Regions from separate parts of the Zea mays genome. Here regions 2 and 3 are each linked to region 1. The links are chromatin contacts, called in public Hi-C maps. All regions are on one chromosome and are shown on one strand. The core of a region is the stretch at or near the end of the contact, and the rest is flanking DNA. Distances in the headings are between cores, read along the strand shown. Region 1 holds the start of LOC103642983 (brassinosteroid LRR receptor kinase BRI1). Region 2 holds the start of LOC103651256 (RGG repeats nuclear RNA binding protein C). Region 3 holds the start of LOC100191711.

Region 1 (2,700 bases), core at 47-2,546:
GGAGGCTGGAGTTGGGGCCTTGGCAGATGGACGAAGGGATGGTGCCGGAGAAGGTGTTGGAGCTGAGGTCCAGCACGTCGAGCTCCGGCAGCGCTGCCAAGGAGTCCGGAATACTGCCGTTGAAGTGGTTGAAGGAGAGGGCGACCACCTTGAGCTGCTGTAGCTCGGTGAAAGCGTCGGCGGGGAGGTCGCTGGAGAAGTTGTTGTTTGAGAGGTTGAGTCCGGCGAGCGAGGTGAGGGCGGCGACGTCCGGCGGGAACGGGCCGACCAGGTGGTTGCCTGAGAGGTTGAGCGTTCTCAGACCACGGCAGTCAGCGAGAGTCCTGCCGGCCACCTCGCCGGCGATGAGGTTGCCGGAGAGGTCGAGGTACTCCAGCCCAGAGCAGTTGGTGAACTCCGGCAGGCTAGAGATCTTGTTCCCGGAGAGGTCCAGTTGGCGGACTGCTCCGACGCCGGCGCCCACCATCCACCGGAGGTCGCCATCGCCGGAGATCTTGTTGCCGGACAAGTCGAGAGCGTCTAGCCGGGCAAATCCGGAGGCGACAACGCCGGCAGACCTCGGCCCACCAATCGAACCGCCGGAGAGGTTCAGCGCGCTAAGCCCGGCGCAGGCAGCGACAAGCGCCTCGACGTCGGAGACGGAGCCCCGCAGGCCGGCATTCGCTGACAGGTCGAGCGACTGCAGCTTGGCCCCGCACCTCGGCACCGCGGCCAGCGTGCCGCTGACGTTGGCGCCGCGCAGGCTGAGCGTCTCGAGGCTGGCCAGCTGCAGCAGGGTGGCCGCGACGGCCCGGAAGTCGGCATTGAGCGGGACGGCGGCGAGCGACAGCGACGTGAGCCGCCCGCCCCTGCAGCCGGCGCCTGGGAACCTGCAGGCGCCATCGCTGGCGCTCCACCCGCGGAGGTCCGTGGCCTGGCTCGGCACGGCCTCCTTGAACTGCTCCAGCAGCTGGGCATCGTCGGCGGCCGCCGCCGCCACGACGACGACGAAGAGTGCCACTACAGCGAACAGCCCCGGAGATTCCATGAACTAGCGCGCTACCTTAAAACCATTAAAGAAGCGGGTCGGCCGACGGGGGAGGAGCCGACGAGATGGTAGGAGAGGGAGAGGTGATGAGCGGAGGTGGGAGTGTGGAGGAATGGGCTGCTATACCTAGAGAGAGGAGCAGGAAGAAAGAAGCAACAGTGTAAAGACAGAGAGAGAGGGGGAGCGCAGGAGACGGGAAGCAAATTAACAGCTGTAGGTGAGGGAAGGGCGGGAGAGAGTGGTGGTGGGGTCACGTCACATGGCATGTGCCCCCTGCCCTCGACTGCTCGCCCTCATCGCGAATCGCTGCCTAATTAGCCCGAGGGCCGAGCGAGATTAGTCTTCTAAACCACGGCGCTTATCCGCTGCCCGCGGCGAGGTTAATCCCGATCGGATCCGACGGCGGAGGGCCGCGCCGGTTGGGACAGGCAGTGCTCTGCTCGAGACGGAGTCACGTGCCCGCCAGGCGCCAGCCGCGGCCTCCGGGGCTCGTCAATCCGCGCGCCACTCCACCACCCGCGGGCGGGCATGGGCAGTTCGGGGTCGCGGTCCGAGCGTGCGGGATCCCTGGCGGGCGTGGAGGGAGGCGGACGCGTGGGCCGCGTTGCTTCGCCGAGTGTTTTTTTGTCTTCACGCCCGTAGCGCGAGTGGGCTGGTAGATCCGATCCGGGGCGGAGGAGCGCGTGCGGTCGACGCTGCGCCGTGCCACCTTTCCGGTGTGAGCCGAGCGTGTGTTATGATGGCGAGGCCGTGAGAGTGGATAAGGTCCCGTTATAAGCCGGCAGCCGAGCGTGTGTTTGTTCGATCGGCGACACTGCCCGCACCCAGGAATGCCAAGGCTAATGCGCATGATAATTTGAACTCTACTCCGTTTTGAATCATTTTGAATTTGAATCATTTTGCATTATAGGTCACTCTTTCGTCGACCCGTGCAGAATTCTAGTCCCGTTTAGAAGAGTTCGGTTATTTAAGTCTATCTCCAGCAGACTCTCTATCTCACTTATGATTCCAGTTTCTATTTTAAACTTTACTCTGTAAATAGTGTAATCTACAGTGCAAAACAGTAATTTACTCGACCTGCTGGAGATGACCGGGCTTCTTTGAATGACTCCTGGCCGGAGCTATCTGGTCCAGGCTTCTATTTCAGATGTCTGATTTCAGTCGCTTGAGCTAAGATGGTTGCCTAGTCAGCATGCTGTCTGGCAGGGACAACCAAACAAACCTTCGCGCTTAGGCTAACTCGAGCAACCTTCCTATGTTACTTACTATTTTAAACTCAACGCTGTAAACAGTGCAATATACAGTACACAATAGTATTTTGCATGCTTCTATCTATGCTCTGTTGGAGATGGGCCTACGCTCGACTCATTGATTATATGATAGATCGATAGAGTGATTTTATTATAATACTAGGAGGGAGAGGGTAAGGAGCTAAGACTATCTTCAACAACTTACTGATCTCGTCTTTTATTTGATCTATAGTGCAGTGTTTTACACGGCCACATGTACGGTCTGTTAGCCATGGCCTCACAAATAGAATATAGTGCAGTGGACGAAGTGAAAAAGATTTTTAGCTCATGGCTTCTAGAATACATAGAGATAAATAGATTCACTTATAGTCCACATCTAAATCAGTTTACATTTTAAGCATTTGACTAGTTGAAGATGTTTTC
Region 2 (2,700 bases), core at 152-2,651, 280 kb after region 1:
TGTAGTCTATTTACAGTGCAAAATGGTTTTTTGGGTGACCATATAGGTGAACTGCTGAAGGCGATTTTATCTCCAAGTTAGTGCCTAAGAAAATTAGATCTCTTAAAAACATAGCAAAATTATGTTGTAGGAGATGTGTTGGATCTTCTATATCCCCTGTCTTGCAACATTTTTAAAATAAGGAAATTAATAGAGGATCTAGGGCATGTTTGGTTTCCTACCTAAGGTGCCACAATCTACCTATCCTTAGTCGCTTGAATTGAAGAACTAAGGTCCTGTTTGGAAGCTTGAATTGAAGAACTAAATCCGTGGTATTTTAGAGTTTTAGAAACTCCATTCATGACCTCCGTTATCTTCTATTCGCTCTACAAATACTTTGGTTTTCTAATGGAACCAAACATATCTCAGTTTTAAGCAATACCATAGTTTTCTATGGTAAGGTAATATTGTAGTATTTATGTCATGTGCAATTGCAAACTATGATATTTCAAAACTATAGTATTTTAAAACAACATTAACATCGTATTTCCTTAGTCTCGAGACAATACCCTGGTATTTGAGCATACCGCAGTATTTTAAACTTGAAGGCGTTTGTGAACATATCTAAAAACTCTGGATTTTAAACCATGGTTTTACCATACCATGGTATTTTTGGGTCAAAGGATCAAAGTTTTTTGTTTGCACACAATTGTGGTCTTGTCTTCTACATTACAACCGAAATACTGTCTCCAGTGCTAGATTGGACTGATGTAAAATATACAACATAGGTATGCCATGGCATATAATGAATTGTGATATTATAAACTGTGGTTTTGAGAAACAGAGTTCCCAACACAGGTCCAGGTCCTAAGCTTAGACAGAAAAGTTAGATAGGTTATGACGTCTTAGGCAGCAAACCAAACGACCCTTAGTGATAGGAGACTTATCTATCTTAACTCTTTTGACACGGGCGGATTGGATCGTTTATCCTATGAAATTGATTTAGTTAAATATAAAGTCATCACAACTAATAAAAAGTTAGACAGGTGCTGGATTTTATGCTACGTCGAGACTAAGCTCAATAGTCTTGAGCAAAAATGTGTTGGTAAATTTAGCGAAGCCAAACCATACACTTGTCTTCTAAAAAAGCCCACACATCTTTCTATCAGAAGTTCATCCGTTCGATTTGCAGTTAACGGCTCAGATGAAAAAAATTCCCAAACCCACGAGCATCTCAGTCCCCCAAACCGTAAATCCTGTAAATTTCATTCCACATATACCCCTTCGATCCACGGGGCTATGGCAATTGCCTCTCAAGCTCAAGGGCTCAAGGCCATTAGCGTAATTGCAAAATTGTAATTAATTCTCAATCTCAAGGTTAGTAACGTAATTCTAGAGCTTCTGAGCAGAAAAGGTACGGAGTCGGAAGGATATGATCGCTTAGGAGTGCGGCTAGGGTTTTTTCCTGTCACACCTTCCCTCGGTCCCTTCCATCTCCTAGCCGCCGCCGCCGCCGCCCAAAACCCTACCTACCCTCTTCTCCCCCTCACTCTCCTTTCATCTCCATTCTAATGGCGGCCCAACCCGTCCGGCGAAGCTGCTAGTGCTTGTATCTACTATCTTCATCAGGTACTTCGCGATCCTACTGAAGTATTCCCCGCCGCCGCTGCCATGGCCACCCTCAACCCTTTCGAACTCCTCGGCGCCGACGACAACGACGACCCGTCGCTGTTGATTGCGGCGGCGGCGGCTGCTGCTCAGAAAGCCGAGGCGAAGAAGTCCGCCGTGGCGCCTGCTGGGAAGGCTGCCCAGCCTGCGGCGACCACCAAGTTCCCGACCAAGCCCGCTCCTCCCTCGCAGACGGGTGAGTTGTGATTGTTTACTGTGCTAGATCTGGCTCTCCGGGCACTTCCCCTCGCAGCTTTCGAAATGCTGCTTGGAGCATATTTCTGATTTTTTTTATCCACCCGCATCACGCTAGTTGTAAACTTTGATGACGTGTCTTATAAAATTACGAGTTTTCCGCTGCTGCAAAGTGGATTTTACCTTTCTTCAGGCCTGAGTTCATATCAAATGGTTTTTATTGCCTCCATTTCCTGAAAGCACGAATATTCATTTGGACCCATTGTATTATACATTTTTTTTCAGTTCGGGATGCACGCGGCGGTGGCTCATCAGCTCGTGGAGGCTTTGGCCGTGGTGAACGTGGCCGTGGCAGAGGTGGACGGGGATATGGTCAGAACCGTGGCTTCAGTGGTGACAATGGCAATGAGTTCCAGGGAGGTTATGGTGGCGGAGGCTATGGGGATGGTGCTGTAACTGGTGGATCTGAAGGAGAAAGGGAGAGAGACACTCGTCCCCCGTACCGTGGCGGAGGCAGACGTGGTGGTTACAGGAATGTTGAGTTTGGTGATGACTCTGAGAGGCCACCACGGAGAAACTATGAGCGCCACAGCGGGACTGGCCATGGCTATGAGATGAAGCGTGATGGCGCAGGGCGTGGGAACTGGGGCACTGCCACTGATGAGCTTATTGCCCAGTAAGGAGACTAGTATATTTATTGTTTTTAGCATAGTATTTCTGTGACTATGCCTCTGGAAGGTTTAATTGTACTAATGAAACCCTCTGTGACTAGGGATGCAGAGGACTCTCCGAAGATGGAGGAGGCTGCTCCTGTTGCTGAGAAACAAGGTGAGCAGATCGATGCCCCAGCAGCAGATG
Region 3 (2,700 bases), core at 13-2,512, 350 kb before region 1:
TCACAGACGCTGGTTGCACACCACGCACACCCACTTGTTGCTGCTCTTCTGCTGCTGCTTCACTGAGACCAAAGCGAAACCGAGAAACGGAACCGGATCAGTTAGAATGTCTGCTTTTCTGCAGGCCTTATTTATGTCTACAGCAACAGATCACACTGGTAACAACTTGTAACTGGTGAGCAGATGTCCTCAACTCTTCATCACCTGTGTAGACTAGAGCTGCAATACTCTTGCAAGACCAAAACTGATTTCTTGGCATGCATGTTGTGGCAGTCTTAAATCCCTCACAACAGAACTCCGGAGTTCTGATTTTTCTTGCCTTAAATTACCTCGGTGTTTAGTAATCTTTGATAGCGTGCTTGTATTAAAAAATACATCTGACGTTGTGATGTTCTGATCGTCATCTTTGATGAGACCGAGAGTTGGCTGTTAGTTGTACATGTAGAATGGAGAGGAGGCGATAAAGGTGTCGTGTAGATGATTCAGTAGTTCGTACGCACCAGTACATATTTAGCATCTTCGGTGTTCCCATCAGCACCTGTTGCAGCATCTTGTAATGTTCAGACAGTTCAATCAGAGAAGGAGACACGTTGGTCAAGCAGAAGAGGTGTATCTGGGCAGAAAAGTTAAGAGTGAGCAACTGACGACTCACCTCACGTTAATTTACTTTATTGGGTTATTGCACGATATACAGGTTTCAGAATTTGGTGGATCTCCTTACGCTAACACAAGTTTCTACAGCCTACAGGTTTTAGACTCGGGAACATATCCTGTGCTCATGTAGCTCTTGTGCTCATATGAGCACTTTAAATCTAGTGCTTTTATTTATCATCCAAGTGTGAATAGACATTTCTTAGTTTCTTCTGTGTGTCACTCTTGTTGTGCCGCGTCGCTTGTCTCTTCTGTGTATCACTGCTGCCCTCACCCCCTGGATGAGAAATAAAGACATCAGATTTAAAGTGCTCAACAAGAGCTCCATGAGTACATGATACGTTTCCTTTAGACTCGGTGTAGTTCTTGTTTTTACCTGACTGCTGCATCAGCCTGTCCCTGCTTTCTTCATACTACTATGTGGAAAATCATCTCATGTTGTGTATGGTTTCTGCTGCCGCACAAGATTCCCCATGCATGTGATGTTGCAGTCTGAGTCAACCTTTGCTTTGATTCAGTGGATAATGCAAAAGTTCCTCTTTTTGAATTGGCTATGACTTTGGCCACTTTTGTGGCTATGAATTCCATCCAAGATCGAACCGCACTTGGCAGCTGATAGGCAGGCGATACCGAGATAGCCGAAGCTAAGAATTGAGAAAGAATGGCGGGGCTCTACGAGAAGCCGTCGGAGACGTACGCCAAGAAGCGTCCGCAGTACCCCAAGGAGTGGTTCTCCATGCTGGCCGGCCTCACCGCGGGGCACCAGCGCGCCTGGGACGCCGGGTGCGGCACCGGCCAGGCCGCCATCGGAGTAAGTTTGAAATGTGCAGTAGCTGGCTGCTACACCGTTTGATCTGATGAATTCTGAAACGAACATCTCAGATGGCGGAGCACTACGAGAGCGTGGTGGCGACGGACGTGAGCGAGGGCCAGATCCAGCACGCCATCGCGCACCCGAAGGTGCGGTACCTCCAGACCCCGGAGCACCTGTCGGAGGACGAGGTGGTGTCCCTGGTCGGCGGCGAGGGCTCCCTGGACCTGGTCGTGGTGGCCACCTCCATCCACTGGTTCGACGTCCCGCTCTTCTACGCCGTGGTGAAGCGCGCCCTGAGGAAGCCCGGCGGCGTGCTCGCCGTGTGGGGCTACAACTACGAGATCCACCCGTTCGAGGACGCGCTGCACGGCCAGCTCTACCCGGCCCTGCGGCCGTACCAGGACCCGCGGGCGGTGCTGGCCATGGAGCGGTACCGGTGCCTGCCGTTCCCGTTCGAGCCCGTCGGGGTGGGCGCCGAGGGCGCGCCCGCCGATGTGGACATGGAGGTGGAGATGACGCTGGAGGACCTGGTCGGGTTCCTGAACACCGGCTCCGTGGTGACCACGGCGAGGGCGAAGGGCGCGGACCTGGAGGCGGTCTGCAGGGACGCGCTGAAGCGGGTGGAGGACGAGTGGGCCGGCGCGCCCACCGTACCCAGGAAGCTCGTGTTCAAGGCGTTCATGCTCGCCGGGAGGCCCCCAAGTGCTGAAAAGCGATCATACCGAACCGAAGCACCGAGCTGCTGATTGGTGGTTGTTGATCAGTACTGCCTTTCATTTGCTCGTGGTGGCCGGGAATAAAGTGTTGCTTGCTTGTCAGTCTCAGTGTGAGACTGAGACTGAGACGAGACATCATATAGATAGACAGCCACTGGAGTATGTTCGGGCAGTCTAATGTGTTTTTCCATTGTGCTAAATAAGTCCGAGCAGACGCTACGGGCTAATTACATGTGAAATTATGAATTATGCATGTTTGTTCTGTTTGGAATGAATCCAGTGAGCCATTGTCTGAACTGCTATGGGAGAGCTCGACAGAAGAACTTGTTTTTTCTTCTGCCGTTTGGTAAGCCTTTTTCGCAATCACTTCACTGTGCGTGCAGGCATTAAAACAAACCTTTTTTTTTTGTTTGAAAAATAGGAGGAGGGGGCGAAGGCCCACTTAGGCCCTACGGGCTACGGCCCTTGCTGGAATCCAGCAGATCTACGGGCTCCGCTGCTCGCACTTTGCATTCACGC

What was found. Hi-C and Micro-C count contacts between places; a contact is called where the count stands out from the background.
Region 2: a contact with region 1 is called in a Hi-C map of bundle sheath, with 2.3 times the contacts expected there. The contact joins the promoter of LOC103651256 here to the promoter of LOC103642983 in region 1. A contact is called at or near these places in 4 of 25 Hi-C or Micro-C datasets (bundle sheath, ear, leaf and 1 more).
Region 3: a Hi-C map of bundle sheath shows a contact between it and region 1, with 1.6 times the contacts expected there. The contact joins the promoter of LOC100191711 here to the promoter of LOC103642983 in region 1. A contact is called at or near these places in 2 of 25 Hi-C or Micro-C datasets (bundle sheath and tassel).

Annotation. Positions count from the first base shown.
Region 1 is chr3:207,813,422-207,816,121 of Zm-B73-REFERENCE-NAM-5.0, reverse strand. It overlaps LOC103642983 (brassinosteroid LRR receptor kinase BRI1), which reads right to left and starts at 1,296. Exons shown (of 1, transcript XM_020550489.2): 1 at 1-1,296. The coding sequence starts at 1,027.
Region 2 is chr3:207,531,402-207,534,101 of Zm-B73-REFERENCE-NAM-5.0, reverse strand. It overlaps LOC103651256 (RGG repeats nuclear RNA binding protein C), which reads left to right and starts at 1,401. Exons shown (of 6, transcript XM_008676877.3): 1 at 1,401-1,843; 2 at 2,128-2,518; 3 at 2,615-2,700. The coding sequence starts at 1,651.
Region 3 is chr3:208,163,738-208,166,437 of Zm-B73-REFERENCE-NAM-5.0, reverse strand. LOC100191711 reads left to right here and starts at 1,262. Exons shown (of 2, transcript NM_001137140.1): 1 at 1,262-1,462; 2 at 1,534-2,443. The coding sequence starts at 1,313. The coding sequence ends at 2,211. It overlaps LOC103651264 (a long non-coding RNA gene), which reads right to left and starts at 1,418. Exons shown (of 2, transcript XR_002268193.2): 1 at 1,028-1,418; 2 at 615-928.